Regions from separate parts of the Sus scrofa genome. Here region 2 is linked to region 1. The links are chromatin contacts, called in public HiChIP or PLAC-seq maps. All regions are on one chromosome and are shown on one strand. The core of a region is the stretch at or near the end of the contact, and the rest is flanking DNA. Distances in the headings are between cores, read along the strand shown.

The links. HiChIP or PLAC-seq counts read pairs in DNA pulled down with a chosen protein or histone mark.
Region 2: a contact with region 1 is called in an H3K27ac HiChIP or PLAC-seq map of skeletal muscle. The contact joins two enhancer-like sites. A contact is called at or near these places in 1 of 5 promoter capture datasets (liver), 22 of 47 Hi-C or Micro-C datasets (brain, embryonic fibroblasts, epiblast stem cells and 12 more) and 1 of 2 datasets of contacts at active chromatin or transcription factors (skeletal muscle).

The regions. Positions count from the first base shown.
Region 1 is chr9:52,355,298-52,360,904 of Sscrofa11.1, reverse strand. All of the region lies in intron 2 of PKNOX2 (homeobox protein PKNOX2), which reads right to left. Among named protein-coding and RNA genes, the nearest start is that of PKNOX2, 55 kb to the right of the region's middle. Within about 2 kb of position 3,579, at least 3 of the 83 cell types and tissues checked have an H3K27ac peak or open chromatin away from gene starts, as enhancers often do. A contact at or near this core is called in fetal skeletal muscle and skeletal muscle, where this site is marked.
Region 2 is chr9:52,521,109-52,526,715 of Sscrofa11.1, reverse strand. The region is part of intron 4 of PKNOX2 (homeobox protein PKNOX2); the gene reads right to left. Among named protein-coding and RNA genes, the nearest start is that of FEZ1, 150 kb to the left of the region's middle. Within about 2 kb of position 2,130, at least 20 of the 83 cell types and tissues checked have an H3K27ac peak or open chromatin away from gene starts, as enhancers often do. A contact at or near this core is called in fetal skeletal muscle and skeletal muscle, where this site is marked.

The DNA of each region.
Region 1 (5,607 bases), core at 2,330-4,829:
CTGATTTTCTCCCCCACATTACATGCAAAGCACTGTGTAGGCGCTTTCATTTACGTTCACATAATGTGCGTAACACATCCTCGCACATCAACTCAATCGGTCCTCTCCACAGCCTTGGCTGTAGGCATTATCACCACCATTTTACTGATGAGGGCAGTGGGACTGGCTTTTAAGGTCATGCAGTGAGCATATGGCTGATTCATGGCTCAAACCCAAGGCCTTGGCTTGTTCTGCACTGGCCCAGCTCAGTCACATCGAAATCTCATTACCCATGACCTATCCAGGCCAGAGCCCTGGATCTTACACTGAGCTCGTGACGAGCCGAGGCACAGGGTCTAGGGTGGGAGGGAGATGGAGCAAGAAGGCAGCAAAGAATCCAACAACTTTCCCCCAAACATGTATCTCCTTAGAGCAGTTAGCAAGCTGGGCTAAAAAAGACCACTGAACCAGAAGGAAATCAAACAGCTACGTGACCTTGGGCAAATTCTCCTATTCCCTCTGAGCCTTACTTTCTCGGGTAATTTCTGGATAAAATAAAGACTGAGAGCTTCCGGCACACAGTGAAAGAGCTTCCACTCCTCTGTGCCCTTGTGAAGCTACTCAGAAACCACAGGGCTCAGGAGTTCCCATGTGGCTCATAGGGTTAAGGATCTGACATTGCCACTGCAGTGGCTAGGGATGCTGCTGTGGCGTGGGTTTGATCCCTGGTCTGGGAACTTGAGCATGCTGCAGCCATGGCTAAAAGAAAAGTTTCTAATAAAAAAATAAAAAGAAAACATAGGGCTCAGGAAAGATCCTTTATTTTCCCATGATCCATGTGCTAGCTCCCTCCCTAGAAGTGTCCATTTCCACTGCAATCTGGCAGTAAATCCAGCACCAGGACACTGTGCAAAAAGAAAGCTGGGAAGTTCCCCCTTCCCTGGGGCACCCCCCAGAGTAGAGCCTGCAAATGCAGTTCTCCATTGCTCCTTTCCAAGCCCAATGGAAATGACTTCAAAAAGTATTCTAGGAGACCAGATGTCCAGCTCAGAAAGGAGCTTTCTTGACAATCTGGGAGTCAGCGGGAGGTAGCAGTCCCCATCTCATTGTCACTAAGAGGCTTTGTAGCCTCCCAAGGCAAGGAACAGCCACTCTCCCTGGGAACGGTCTCCAGGGAAGGCTGGGGAATCCCACCAAGTGGCTTTCCAAATAGTACTCACAAGTGGGGAGCCCTGGGGGACTGCCACCCCACTGTGCATCTAGCTTTCTCCTCCCAGATCTGGGAGAGGTGTGGCAGAAGAGGGGCCATGAGGTGGGCTCCATCGTGGCAGCAGGCAAGACCACTGCATCTACACGGGACCCAGGAGAACAGCAGACTTGTGCTCTAAAACCACGGGATTCTCCAGCTTGATTTCTGTCTCTTGGTCCTCCTGGAGACTGGAAGACTCAGAAAGGGACCCCTAGCAGGAGTTCTCCCAGGCCCTGTCCCCTAATAAGTGAGGCCCAGCTGCCATTGCATCTACTTCTTCCCATCCCCCTCACTTCATCAGAGTATGGCAGGTCCTATCACTTTTGGGCTAAATGTCCCTTGTGCCCCACCACTTCTCCAGACTCTGAGCGCCTGGCGGTCTGGGGCACACACTTCAGCATGTACGATCCACAGTGTGACAGATGGTAGACCTGGAAGGAGCCTTGAAGGTAACCTCATCCAACCTCCACACTGTATAGGATGAGGATGCTAAGATCCAAAGAAGTCAAAGGTCACACAGCTGGTTTTCCATTTGGTGTGTGATTGCTCGAGGTCCCCACTAAGACTGTGGAGATCCCAGAAAATGAGGCCCTAAGTCCCCCACAGCACAGTGCTGGGCATGCATTAAATGCTGGGCTCAGACCATGGTTGTTGACAGATGGATGGCCAGGGAGGGGTTGGGATCAAGCACCTGTCACCACGAGGCCCTGGGCTGCTTCTCTTTGCCTCTGACCTGGAACTGAACTCACAACCCACCCAGAGCAGGGCCTCACCTGAGAAAAGGCAGGACAGCGCTGGACTCCTGGCTTAGCTCAGGCCTCGGAAGACAGCAGTCCTCAATGACAAGGGACATGGAGTAAGGTCAGTGAGGGGGACCACTGGGGGTGGGGCTTGCTCCCCCTGCTCTACCACACCCCCCTGCGCCACCCTGGACTCAGCCTAGTCAGAGTCAGCAGAACCCCCACTTATGGCTTAATGCCTCCCCCCCCTGCCCCGTCCCCGAGCAACTGTCAGGACAAAGAGCCAGAGGACCATGGGTGTGAGCCCCAGTACACTGTCTGCACCAGGGGCTCCAACAGCTTCCAGCCTGGGCTGTAGAGGAAGGCAGGGAGGTGGCACTCAGCCCTGCCACCCCCTGCCCTCACTGCCAGCACCCTGCTCCCCTGCCTGAAATCCAGCTCCACCTCTCTGCATTGGCCAGCCCAGTCCGGCCTTCTTTTAACCAAACACTTTGTGGAAGTAAAAAAACAAATCTTCTAGGTTTGAGTTTCCATAACCACTGGTAGGTCTCCACAGCATTTGCCAAAGAAAGGTGTGGGTAATGGGGAGCTGAGTTCAGGTGGTTCCTTTACAGAGATACTCAAGAGAGGAACAGGTAGAGCTCAGGGCACAGCAGCTCTCAGAGCTCAGCAAGGCTTAGGAAAGGGCCATCGTCATGGTCAAAGGCAGACCTGGACTGCCCGAATTATTGTGCATCCCCCGAACAGGTGGACGTGTCCGCACTCCCTCCGTGGACCTACCACCTCAACCATTTTCCAGCCCTGGTTCCTCTCACTCATAAAGTGATGTAATAACTGCTTCACATTTCACCTGCTTCACAAAGTTGAGAGGATCAAAAGAGAGAGAGCGTGAGAATGTTCTTTATTGGGAAAGAAAACTAATACTTGCCATGAGAACTTACAGATATTTTCTTCTAGAGGGTTCACAACACCCCTTTGTGCTCCATATTATTACTATCCTGACTATATTGCTAAGGAAACCAAGGCTCAGAGAGGTTCTGTGATGTGCCTGAGGACACACAGCTTAGTCATAGCAGAACCAGAGTCAGAACCAGAATCTGAATCCAAAGCCTGTGTTCCTTCTCCCTGTACCACACAGTCTCAACAAAAGAGGCAAACGTGCTTTTTATGAAGAGGTCAGTGAATCTTTAGACAAAATGCTGCCCTTGAGGAGCCACCCTTACTGCTAGAACTCACGCATTCACCCTGGGAAGGCCAATGGTTAAGTCAAAGTCAACTCCCAATGTCTTGAGAAGCCTCTAACACGAAGGCAACGCAGGGGCAAGCTCACAGTCCGTGCCTTGGCAGGCCTGTGTCATCATGATAGTTGTTTGGTTTTGTGTTCGGTGGTGGTTCCAACAATTGTCTGTTCATGAACCAATCCAGTGAGAAGAGACACAGAATCATGGAACTCTGGGCTAAAGAAGGCCCCTGAGAGCAAGTTCAAGCTCCCGTTTGGATGGCTGATGAAACTAACATCCAGAGGTCAGCCACTTGCTGTAGGTCACACAGCCAGGCAGGGGCCAAGTCCAGAGCAGAGTCCACTGTCCTCTGGCTCCTAGTCCAGCTGCTCTCTCCACACCCTGACTGCTCTGACATCAGTCAGCCTCATGGCCCTCAAGAGGGCCAGGTGTGGGCCTTCAGCCACTGTTCTCTTGGCTCAGAAAGAGCAGGGATAGTAGGTAAGAGAGTTGTATCCTGGCCAGGAATGAAATCAGTTGGTTGGCCTCATGCACTGAATCATGAGCCTAAGTTCCATGCACTGAAAAGTCAATGTGTGAAAGAAGCCCGCCCCCAACAGAGAAGCCTGGGTGGCTCTCCTGAGGCAGCGGTACCCCGCTTCTAGCCCCCTGCCCATGGTCAGAGGAGGCTGAACACTTCAGCCCAGAGCAGTCCGCCCCCCCAGCCAGTGCCAAGACAGCACCTGAGCACTGGACCTGGATGGTCTCCTCTCACCCCTGCCCCTCTAGCCCTGCTGAGATCTCGCCTCCACTCTTGTCGTCCCTCGGCAGCCTCCCACCCTACTTATGTCTCCTTTGGTTAACAATTGATTTGTGCCTTTTTTCTTTTCACCTCAGTGCATCTGTCCGGCCTCTCTCACATGGTTGTGTGTCAAATTTGTCTTCCGCCAAACTGCACAGTCCCTGAGGACAGGGCCTGTGTCCTTGTTTCTACCACAGCCCCTGCTGGGGTCTGTGTGCAGAGGGCAGCACCAGGTCACCGCGTGACTGGCTGTTTAATATTTGTGGATGTGCCAGTGGCCTGTGGAAAGAAAGGGGAGAGGGGAGGCTGGATAAGCTTCCAGCTGAAGAGGGAACCCCACGGGTGTGTCCTGGGTGCCACTGTGCTGACGCTTTATATACACTCTCTTCACAATCCTATGAGCTACGTAATTTTGCTGCCCATTTTACAGATGGAAAACTGGATCAAAGATGTTAAGCAACTTGTCTAAATCCACATGATTAGTAACTAGTAGAGCTAGACTTTCAATGTGGTTTTTTGCTTTCTGATGCTAAGCCCTTACTCTGCGCTGACACGGCAGCATGCAAGTTCCTTGAGGACAAGGACTTGACGGTGGCACGTGTTAGTTTTTGCTGCTGTATCCTCAGTGCCTAGGACTGTGCCAAGCACAGAGGAGACACTCAATCCATATTTGTTGAACCAAGGAACAAAGGAATGAATGGATACCATGCTGCCTTTCCCTAGCAGGAGAGAGCAGGAGCTCCCGATGCCAGGTTACTAGGCTCTATTTTCAGGAATTTTGGACAACTGTTTTCCCAGAAAAGTACCCAATAACTTAAGGGTCCTCCAAAGGCCACGTGGCAGATGGCTAGGTTAACTAGGCATGGGATGGGGGTGGGGTGTGGAAGTAAGCATAAGTTAAACATGAAAGACTAGACAAGGTGGGGGATTTAAAGGGTTCTCAGTGCCTTGTGACCTGCTGATTCGGGGCCACTTTCTGGCCCCTTTGGGTCTGGTTCCTCCCACACCCCAGGCTCCCTCTTTCCCCACCAGGCACCCCCACAGCTTTGACTGAGCTGTACTGAAACTGTTAGAAACTAACAGTTATGCCACCCACCCCGGCCCCATCCGAACCCTCCTGAGTCTGCTCTGGGCCCTAGGGCTAGCTGCTTTTCTCCACAGTCCAGCCAAAAATAATACAAGAATGAAGCTGTTTGGTGGAGACTTAATCTAATCTTCATTGCTTCAGTTTTAAAATATCCTGCCTGGTGTAGGGTTTCTTATTATCCACAGAGATGTGTTTTTAGTGAGATAGGTCTTAGCAGAACCATCCTTCGTGTAATTAGAAACCCAGGCAGGCAGGGCCTGCGGTGTGGCATCTAAGCCAAACAGCGGATCCCCCTCAACAACACATTGGCAGCAAGCTCTTCCACAGATGCCTGAGGGCTCAGTTCCTCCTCACTCCTGGGGGATCAGGACTTAGGGAAAGCCGAGCTCTGGCAGGAGGACCGTGCCTTCCAACTCCTTCCGCCCTCATCCCGTGTATCCCAGCTCTGGCCTCCAATGAGAATGGAAACTAAGATGTGGCCCCAGACTGCTGGAGAAGGATATGTGGAGGGAAAAAACAGCCCCAAGAAG
Region 2 (5,607 bases), core at 881-3,380, 170 kb before region 1:
TGATGCTGGGGGAGACCGCGCGTGTGCGCCCATCACCATCTCCGGAAGTTCCCTCTTTTCTTCACCCGCCTCCTCTGGCACATGACCTCCTTCCTCCCATCCACTGGCCTTGCGGGGCCGAGGGTCCACGTGGGACCATCCCCGGGAGGAGCGTGGGGATTTGACTTCTTGGAGGCTTGGGTGAGGCTCCACAACCTGGGTGCGGGGAACTCCTTGAGCTATCTCTGGGCACCCAGCCCTTTGGGGAAACCTGCCGGTTTTGTACTTTCTTGGGAGTATGGAGGGAAGCAGCAGGCCTGCCCAGGGCTTCTGAGCATTAGTCTGTAGCGTCTCTGCCCCGCCCTGTCCAGAGGCCCCAGCCCTCTGTCACCAGACACCAGGGCACTGGAGGGAGCACAGCCAAGACTGCAAATGGAGGACACACGAGGAACAACTTACCACCGAGAAATTTCCCAAGGTGAAAGATTGTTTTTAATGCTGAAAACCTTTATTATACGGCAGCTAGGAGGGAGGAAAAACAAAACAAAACCCTAATGCAACACTCAACCCCATAGTGATATCCAAGAAGAAATAATAATCTCATTGATATTATCATCAAAAGGAGCTAAAACTGTCATTTTACAGAGCTCAGAAGTCCAGGGAGGCAGTGTCATGGGGTGGGGTGGCTGAGGGGGCAGGAAGGACACCCCTTTAGGAAGGCGGAAGGGGCAGCCCAGGGGCACCCACTCCCCCTGTCTTCTCTGCTCTGGCTCCCCAGCCCTGCAAGGTAAGGCCCTCCGCATGGAACCCTAACTCCAATGTGTTGACAAACAGGCTTAGGAAAAAAAAAAAAAAAAAAAAAACAAGCTCGTTAGAAAGGAGCTCATTAGGACTTGTTGACATGAAACCCATTAGACCAATTAACATTCCATTAACGGCCTGGGGCACCAAGGGGTTAATGCTGCCTGGCTGTAATTGGGCTGGGGTGTCAGGGTTGGGGGCTCAGGGCCTTAAGGATGAGAAAAAGTCTAATTGGGAACTCTCGCATTTGTTCTTGCTCCCTGACCCTAGCTGAGCCTCGGCTGTTGGGCCTGAGGTAGGAGAGGGGAAGGGACCAGCTTCCCTGTGGCTCCACACTGTCCTGCCCCATCACCCCAGACTGGACCCTGGGCGGGTGGTTGGCACAGGATAGGGTGGGGGGACATGTACCCTTTTGGACTCTGACGGTCGTGTTTTCTTCATGTACACTTCCCACTCTTTCCCTCACCCCTACCTCCTACTTCTGGCTCAGGGCTCTGAGCGCTGAGATATAAGTCTGCCCTCTCCAGGACAAGTTTTCCGTGATGTTGCCTACTCAAATGAAGCTTTGGAGAAGCTAGAATCCTTGAGGGCCCAGAGCCTCTGAAGAGTACTGTAGTTCAGGGCAGAGGGGTCCGGGAGGGGGTGGGGCGTGAGCACTGGCCCTGGGCCTGCACCTCTCCCTCCCTTCTCTCCTTCCTTCCCCATCAGGGCAGCGAAGAGGCAGTGCTGAGGCCCCCAAGCAGCCCTTCTCCTCTGTCCTCTGACACAGGCTAGCAGTATTTTATTATTTTCCTTCCGTTGCTACAACTAGAGGCCTTGGAAGTTCCATTCCTGGTCTGGGCCTCAATTTCCTCATCTGTAACCGCCGATGATCAGACAGAGCCTGTGCTTAGGGTCAAAAAGTCTGAATTCCGCACCCAGCTCTGCCACTTCTCTGTGACCTGTACAAGTCCCTGTTGGACTACAAAACGAGGGAATTCACCAGAATATTCTGAAAGTCTTTGTGGATATGGTTAGCACTCAATACAAGCTTTGGTGAATAGAATGGAAATAGTTGAAGCTTGCAGCTTCATTCCAAAGGCTCCCTCATTTGAGAGTGGGGGAAGAAGGCCCCTGAGGCCAAGAGAGCCAGGAGCCCTCCTCGGTGCCCCCAGCCCAGGAGCTCCCAGGTGGCTACCACTCTCTCCCTCAACCCCAAGTCTCCCCGCTCTGAGCAGCTGCCCAGGCCTGGGTTCTGACGTCTAGACAGACTTGCAGGAGGCTGAAATAACACAGTGAACTCAGCAGGAGGGACCAAAAGGCTGCATTAGTAACCTGGCTGGCTTCAGCTTCTCCCTCTGGAGCAGGCTTCTCAACCCTGGCGTAATCCCATTTATTTTCCCTGTGCAGAGAGCCTGGTCCACAATCCAGTCTCTAGTCCCGCTCCCTTCCCAAAAGAAGCCTGTAGATGGCGCTGTGGAGCCCCACTTTAATTGCATTATATAACATAACCTGTTTACTAAATCATGTAATCAGTCGCCTTAGGATTTACAGCTTTGGATGTGTATAGAGAATTGGACTTTGAGTCAAATTTAAAAACAAATAAAAATGAGAGGCAGCTGTTGCTGATAGTGTGATATTCATCTTTTGGAAACAAATTCACCCCACTGCTATAAATTATGCCTGGAAAAAAAAAGTGTTGGTGGTGGGAAGGAGTTGGCTACGTCTCCTATGCTGGCAACTCAGAGCGATGAATCTTGAAATAACGGTGTCAACCTGTCACTGATTTCATGTGACTCTGTGGATTTATCTAAAGAAACACAGGCGCGTAGACACACACACACACACACACACACACACACACACACACAGGTCTCTTTGCAAAATCCAATAAAGGCTAGAAACCACAAGCTGAAAGCTGAGTGGCTGTAGGGACTCAGTGGTCCCTGTGCCCTGGGGCGTGGCGCCAGCACGGGCCTGTGGTCCTCTTTGCAAGTGGGTCCCCCTCCTCCCTTTTCCCCATCCCCAAGGCCATTTTGCTTTTTGCTCTTTATCTGGAATAACAATATGACCCCAGTGGGGCTGGGTCAACTGGTCTCACTTTTGCACTCACTGACCCCAGCCTGGGGATGAGCTAAAGCTAACTAAGAGAGCCAGTCTGGGGAGAAAGAGGGTGATTATCCACCCTGGATCCCACTGTGTCCACAGTGTCATAGGGGGAGGCTTAGTAGTGACACAGACAGAGGATTCGGCCATGCCCTGGGTGTGAGTGAAGTGGCTGGTAATCACAGACCCATGTCAGTCACCTTCCTCGCCCCTTGACCAGCTTTCCAAGAAAGGAGTCCAGTCCTGCTCCACTGCCCCTGGTTCACTTCAGGGCCCAGAGCTCCAGGGCTCCAGCCTTTCTCTCCTTGCCTCCCTCCGTTCAGCTAGTTTTCAATTTGGCTTCCAAAAAAAATGGACCAGGGTCCAAGTTAGGAGAGCACCTCTCCTGCCTGGCTCCTGCTTCTCACACCAGGACCAGAAAGTGGCAGAGTCCCCACCCCCCCTGCCTTGGCTGTCATACCTTTTCTGGCTTCAAAAAGCCGCTTGATATATTTTACAAACTGAAACAGCAATTTAATTCCCCCTGATAGCGGCAATTGTCCATTAGATCTTCCTACCGAGGAGCTTAACAATAATTCCTTTCATCCAACTGCTTGCTTCTTCTTGATCTGAGAATCAATCCCATAAATAGCAGGCAAGAGTTTTCACATTACTCTCCCCCTCCAGCTTTTAGCATTTTGATGAAGATTCTCATCTCCTCTTTAAGCACTTTACAACTTGGCAATTTTTCCCTCTTTGGTTCCTTTAAACAAAATAAAACAAAAAAAACCAAAAAAAAAAAAAAAAAAAAACCCCAAAAAACAAAAAAAAAAACAAAAAAGAAAGAAAGGGAGGAAAAAAGCATGCTAGCTGTAAGGGTAAGCACAGCCCTTGCATTCTTCTCCCAGAGAAGTGGTCTGTACCCTCTCCTGCTGGGAAGCAGGGAGATGGCGGCAATGACCTCCCACAGTCACCTCCAATCTGCTTTAAGCAGGTGCTGCTCTGCCCCAGAGACACCACTGGCCTTGTCCTAAATTTCACACTCACCCACAATGGGGTCCTGCTTTTGCCAGTGAAGCCTGACTTAGAACATATTTTCCTTTCCCAGGAACCCCCTCCCCTTGTTGCTGCATCCCAGGAATGGGGGTTAGCGGTCATGCCAGTTCCAGTCACTGTAGCCTTTCCCCAGGCCTGGAGCCAGGCCCCCGCCCAGCCCTCAGGCAACTCTCGAACCTGGAGATGCGGTTCTGCCCTCTCTTTTTCATCTCCAGCTCCCTTCATCTCTATCCAAACAGCATGAGTGGGAGAGATGGGGAGGAACAGAGGAAGGAGAGAGCTTGAGGCCTTTCATTCAATTATTTTTCTTCTCTTTTAAACTATCCAGGCCGCCGTGATGGTTGGGGCGGAGGAGGGCCCTCCAGTTCTGTGGGAGCGGCTGGGGTGGATTGCCGGGGCAGCTGGGCACCCCGGCCTGCTCCCCGGGGGCCCATCACGTGCTCCCTGGTCTGCACACACACGCAGAGAAACAAATCTAAAAATGAACCCGGGGACTGAAATCCCCCTCGACAAACCTGATTCCCAGGTTTATTATTATTTGTCGAGAGCTGACAGCAGCCGCTGCTCAGGAACCGAGCTGAGAAAACAACACGGCCTGGGCCCCTGAGGCTCACAACTCAGCAGAGACAGACAAACAGCTCAGCCGCTGGGGACCCCCTGGATGGAAGGAGTGCTTCTGCTTCTGCCGCCCCACCGGTCTGCTCCCTCCCGTCAATCTTCCTCTTCTCCAAGGCCTCGCCAGGGAGGATGGCACACCCTGGGAGCTGGGAAGAGGGAGGGGGGCAGGAGTAAGGGGCAGGGGCGGGAGCAGTTGATAGAGGCAAGGGACCCTGCAGTGCTCTCAGCTTCTCCTGGAAAGAGAGGATGCTAAGAGGGTGAGCCAGGCCCCTCTTCTCTCTGAGAAGGACTGTACCACACAATCTGGCTGAATGATATCTAGTTCCACATTTTTAAATTACCTCCAGAGGAAAAAAAAAAAACAGTCAAGAGTCAGGGCTGTGGAAGCCAGGGTCCTCTGGGCTCAGTTTACCATTGAAAAGCCCCTCATCCCTGATACTTCCTGACTCAACCAACAGAATCCTCCCTGCTTGGTCTTTGTGATGACCCAGGCAAGTCCTAGAGAAAGAAGAAGGGGGACCAGGTAGAGTTCACGGCAGCGAGGTCAGCTTGGGGGAGGAAAGGACACCAGCCAGGCTGCCTTGACCCTTGGTCCTCACTGCTGTTGGAATAAGAGCAGGTGCCTTATGGGTCAGCCCCGGGGAAGGCAGGATGGCATCTGCCATGTGAGAGGAAGTGATGCTGGACAGTGAGTCCATTCCTGGGCATCACTGCTCAAGCCCCAGCAGAGCAGACATGCCCTCTCCACCTCCTGAGAGATGTTTCCTCCATGCATTTACTGTGCTTCTCATGTGCAGGCAAAGCCTTCTATATTACACTGCTGTGCCTTTTCTTTTGCTCAACAGCCCACGCGTCCATGAAGCCTTCCTTCACTTCACCCAGGACGGTCCTCTCCCTGGGAGCCTTGCCACCAAGCCGGAGGGCCCGGTAGCATGATTTAGTGTGATATATGTTTCTATGTTATGGAAAATCTACTTCCTAGCCTCGTATCCCCTCTTGCCCATGAACCCTATGCTTCCCAGCAGATAAGATCATGGCTTTGCCTTGCATTTCCTTCTGAGGGAAAAAAAGTCTGTGCAGTATGGTTTT